2 separate regions of the Capra hircus genome follow, and region 1 is linked to region 2. Evidence: chromatin contacts called from public Hi-C data. All regions are on one chromosome and are shown on one strand. Each heading gives the region's core, a stretch centred on a gene start, on an enhancer-like site or on the middle of the called end of the contact. The rest is flanking DNA. Distances are from core to core; before and after follow the strand shown.

Evidence for each region. Hi-C and Micro-C count contacts between places; a contact is called where the count stands out from the background.
Region 1: a Hi-C map of blood shows a contact between it and region 2, with 2.5 times the contacts expected there. The contact joins two enhancer-like sites. A contact is called at or near these places in 4 of 5 Hi-C or Micro-C datasets (blood and liver).

What each region holds. Positions count from the first base shown.
Region 1 is chr8:48,599,697-48,602,396 of ARS1.2, reverse strand. No RefSeq gene overlaps it. Among named protein-coding and RNA genes, the nearest start is that of TMC1, 55 kb to the left of the region's middle. Within about 2 kb of position 1,351, at least 3 of the 5 cell types and tissues checked have an H3K27ac peak or open chromatin away from gene starts, as enhancers often do.
Region 2 is chr8:48,322,021-48,324,720 of ARS1.2, reverse strand. All of the region lies in intron 2 of LOC102170604 (a long non-coding RNA gene), which reads left to right. Among named protein-coding and RNA genes, the nearest start is that of ZFAND5, 81 kb to the left of the region's middle. Within about 2 kb of position 1,325, at least 1 of the 5 cell types and tissues checked has an H3K27ac peak or open chromatin away from gene starts, as enhancers often do.

The DNA.
Region 1 (2,700 bases), core at 102-2,601, 280 kb before region 2:
AGTAACAGATGATAAATAACGCCTAAATATATGTGTGGTTAAAACCCCTCACTTTGGAGAAAGATTTGGTTCTGTAGTCAGATGGAATATGTTGATTTTTCAAAGTGAATTGGTAGAGTGAAGTATAAAGAAAAGGGAAAATTCCAGAAGCCCTGCACCCTCGAACAGGAGTCCCCAGTTCGTGCTACTCTCCTCAAATCAATTCCAGTGGTGAAAAGTGGAAAGCTAGCCACCAACAGGAACTATGATGGGTTAATTTTCTATTCTGCGATGCCTTGCTCATTCCATTCCTTTTGTATGCCCTGGGGCACTGCCAAAGTGTTTCTCAGAAGGCTAGGCTTAAAAGACTGCAGGTGATGTGGTTTCAATGATAAATATGAAAAATGACATGTAATATTAACTCATTCTTGACTATGCCCAGAGCACATTAGTATATTTTATACTTCAAGAAAAGTTCCCTCATTGGAAATCCTTATTTCAATCAATTTGTTGGTAGCATCCCTCCTGTCAGTGACTCCTGGGAACATTAGCAGGAAACACCGCCCTGCGGCAAAGTCTGCCATAGGGCAGACTCTGCTTGCCCCACAGCCAAGATCTGGAACTGAAAGCGGCACTCTCTAAATGCAAAGTTGTTCAGACTCCAAAACACTGCTTGTTTGAAAGAAAACTTCTCTTGGCTTTCAGATTCACCACCTGCAAAAAGGGAGGGGTAAGAACATCACCTGTTTTGTCGATTGCCTTTCATCACTGGAGAGATTAATAAGCAAATATATATTTAATAACATGAACACACCTGCACAGCATTCTCCACCCCCTCGTAGACAGATATACACACATACAACAGATACGCACATTCACAATAAGAACAGGGGAGAGAGAAATCCTTAGTGTTAAAGAAAAAAAATGACATAAAGTCCTTGAAAAAAAGTACAGGAAGTGAAGATGAAAACAGCCTGCTGGCTGGGTGTAGGTCCATAATGCAGTTGGCTTGTTTTCCAGCAAGCTAATACTCCCCTCCCTTGAAACTCCAGCTTGTAAATATATTTATAGCCACTCAGACATAATATGCCAGATACTAAAAAAATCCACTTAGTCATTGTTCCTGGTGAACCAGTTTTGCAAGAGTTAACCTAATCTCTTGCATAAAGCTGAAAAGAGTTTGCCAAAAGCTTTAGCAAGGAAGAGTCATGCTCCTTGCCTAAAAGCTGGCTGATCTCAATCAGGCTGCAACAGAAACTAAGCTATTTTTTATTTACGGAATGAACTGTTTCTGCTTTGGCTGGAAATGGAGGCATTATGGGTGTTCTGGCGAGAACCTGTGTTAATTGACGCTTCTCCTTGTTATGCAATCCTAGTGAGTGCCCTGAGAACTGGCTTCTTGTTCCTCTGCTTCACCCTTCCCTGGGGCCCAAGCACAATAGTCTGCTAAATTGAGCATTTCTAAATCAGTTGTGTCAGCTAGTCTTATCAATTATCAGATTGATCAAAACATTTTAAAACAATCTAAATTTTGCTTCCTGAGGTGGCAAACTACCTGAAGGCAGGAATAATGGCAGCTCCAGAATTTCTAAGAGGAGAGAAATGGACAGAGATGTTACTGGAAAAGGAACAGTTGGAGGCTGTTCCCCAGGGACTTGACTAGAAACAGTTGTACAATAAGCACATGTACCCTTATAATATATGCTATACATCAATAAAAAACAAGTTTTTCTGAGGATAATTTTGGTAAGATTGAGAAAAATCCCAGTTGCCCATATTATGTATTAAGAATGCCAAGGCTGGTGAGTGGAACATGTTCCAGGAAACAGAAGTTGGGGATGCAGGAAGGGGCTGAGCAAACCCATCAAATTATCCCGTGGTGCTGGGCAGGAAATGGAAGTGATTCACCCTGATACCCCTGCTCTCAGCATGGTAATTGGCAGAAGCGCTAGTTTGGTACATGTCTGCTGAGGCAAAGCGGCACTGAGCATTTGAAGAAGAGGAAGGAATGATCAGCAGAGATAGAGGAGGGAAGGGAAAGAACAGAAGGAAGAAGGTCTAGAGAAAGAGGTCAAAAAGGAAAAAAAAGGGAAAGGAAAAGAGGAGCAGGAGGAGACAAGGCAGAGGGAAGAGAGAAAGAAAAAACCATGGCACATTCGGATGAGATTATCCGAGATATCACGGGCCTCCTCAGAGTTCAAGCGTATTTTTCCCCTCTTGGCCAACTGTATTATAGTTGTCAGAGCTCACCATGACCACAGTTCTTGTTCTATGATGCTGGACTTTTTCATCTGAGCTGCTTTCTAGAAGCAATTTCATACAGTTTACTTTGACATCTTAATGGAGATTATACCACAGGGCTCCTTCTCAGTGGCGCCATCTCTTTAGAAACAGAGGAAACCTGCTTTTCACTGACTTTACCACAGAAAACATTCTCCTGGTGTCTTCCCTAGCAGGTTCTTCTTGTACTTCCAGATGCTTGTCTGGCTGTTGGGAGGATATGTGTGAGCCCAGTTTTAATCACTCCAGCTCTCTTACCTGACTCAGAGATACCAACCAGAAACTAATGCTTGACAGCTCTGTCCAGAGAAGAAAAACTTCCCAAGTCCCAGATTATGAAGTAACAAGATGAGCAGTATAGAACAGACCAGAGAGAGAAAAAAAGAGAGAGAGAGAGACCAGAGCAAGGAGCCAGGGCCACCCTGAAGGCTGTGACCCTGT
Region 2 (2,700 bases), core at 76-2,575:
CGAAAGCAGATACTCTAACCAGTCAAGATGATGAAAGCCCATGGAGGCATTTTGAAGAGGCTTGGAACTAAAATCAGTCAGCTAAGCTGCTCTTGGATTCCTAATCCATAGAAAGTATGTGGCATAATACATGTTCATTATCGTTTTAAACTTTTAGCTAATTTGTTACGCACCAGTAGTTAACTAAAACAGGATAAGGAAGGGCAATTCTGGATACCAGAGAGATATCTGAGAGCAGAAGGACCAGTCCTGACCCTGCCGCATGGTGGCTATTCATCAGTCCACATCTTGACATACTGGAAATTTGACCTTACCCGGTGGGACCTGTGGGGCCAGCCATATGCAGTAATATTGAATGGAGACCCTGGTGAGTTCAAGACAAAATAGAGAAGTAGAGCAAGTTTATTTCCAAAACTCTTTTTAGAGTTTTCCTACTGCTTTATAACTCCTCCAAGATCCCCATCTTGACTCTTCAGCTTACTGTCTCCTGTTCCATCACTGCTTCTTCTTTCTTTATCTAGTTTTATAAATTACACCAAGTCAACATATATTGAGAGTTTGTAATGTGCAAGGACCTTAAATATGAACAAACTACTATCCTTCTGCTAACAGAAACTTCCTTTTATAGACTTATTTATGTTGGAAACATATTCATTTGCTTCTAACATCGGTGTTAGTCTCTCGGTTGGGTCCGACTCTTTGCAATCCCATGGACTGTAGCCTATCAGGCTCCTCTGTCTAAGGAATTCTCCAGGTAAGAATACTGGAGTGGGTTGCCATTCCCTTCTCCAGGAGATCTTCCTGACCCAGGGATCAAACCCGGGTTTTCTGCATTGCAAGCAGATTTTTTTGTTTGTTTTTTTAACCATCTGAGCCCCCAGGGAAGCCCTCTAATGTCAAAGTGGAGGTTAAATTGCAGAGTCTGATTCAGCAAGTCTGGGATGGAGCCTGAGATTCTGCATTTCCAGGGAGCTTGTATGTCAGGCTGCTGATCCTGGGACCACACTCTAAACACAAGGCTTTAAAAACTCTGCAAGTATAGGGATGGCAGATAGTGCAGCATGCCCAGCAAATGCATGAACTCTCATGGCAGAGGGACACTCACTGCCTGCAAAGCAAACCATGTGTACTGCTCTGGCTCAACTTACATCCAAGTTCTGTCATAATCACCGTGAATGAAACATGAGAGCGAGACTGTGATGGCAGAAGTCAAAATTTTAACTCCTTTTCTTATTATAGCCCACTAAGATCTCCCTGGCCTAATCTTAAGCTGCACACACTTTCTTAAACCTGACGTGGTAGCAGTACGCTACTACACCGGATCCTGTAGGAGTAAAGGCCCTTGGGCGCCCTCTAGAGGCTTATAGTAATAGGGGCAAAGAGAACAGATGGTAATTGAAAGCGAAGCCTGAAATAGAGAGGGCTTGTTTAACCTACAGCGAGAGGAGCGGGTGTCAATATACTCTATAGCCTTTTAGATCAGCAGTTCTCAAAGTGCAGCCTGGCGACCCCAAAGGGGTCCACAAAATTAAAACTATTTTTATACAGATTTTCTTTTTTACTCTTTCTATAGAGAGGCTTCCAGGGGCCACATGATTAAATCTCATCAGAATGAATACAGAAGCAGATTTGAGAATCTTACTGTATTCTATTAAGCTAGGCATTAAAAAGACCTGCAAGTGTGTAAGACAGTGCTTCTCTTCTAAATTTTTTACTTTTAAAAGTACAGCTATTTTTTATAAAAGTGTTATTTATGTTAACATATAATAGGCTTGGGCTTCCCAGGTGGTGCTAGTGGTAAAGAACCCACCTGCCAATGCAGGAGACACGGGTTTGATCCCTGGGTCAGGAAGATCCACTGGATCAGGAAATGGCAACCAACTCCAGTATTCTTACCTGGAGAATCCCATGGACAGAGGAGCTTGGCAGGCTACAGTCCATAGCGTCTCTCAAAGAGTCAGATATGAATGAAGTGACTTAGTGCACATAATGGGCTTATTGCTGCTGTTATTTTTAAGTAACTTAACACATAAAATGTTTATATTCTGGTTTCTAACACAACAAATTTCTACAGATATAATCCACATAAACAAGAACACTTCAGGGGGCCCAATAATTTTGAAGAATGATAGGGTTCTAAGGTTTAAAAGTTTAAGAATCAATGCTTTCAGCCTTGGCTGCATATTGAAGTCAACCTAGGAACCTGGAGAAAATACTGATGCCTGGGTTCCATGCCCAGAGATCCTTATGTAATTGGTCTGGTGTGCAGCCAGGCCATGAGATTTCTAAAAGCTTTCAGACCATTTTAATGAGCAGCCAAGGTTGAGAACCACTGCTCTGGGCAAAAGGCTTTTTATTGGATGTCAAAACAAACACCCGGCCATGGGGCAAATAACAGGAAAGCAAATACAATTCTTAACAGAGAGTATGGAGAGAAAAGAAACAAGTTGCTCTATCACATTATCCCCAAAAGTACAACAGGACAAGGGAGATATTTGGTACCTCTAGCAATCAGACAAAGAGCTTTTTTCTTGCCAAGAATAGGACAAAGGAGAATACATTAACATGTGACCAGGTGAAGCTCTGAGCAGCTTTGGGAGACATAAAGTAATAAAATCTATCCACAGAGCATCCCCGAAGAATAGGGAGCAAACCAAAGAAGTCATCAGGATAACTATTCTGATTCCGAAGAAGTCAGGT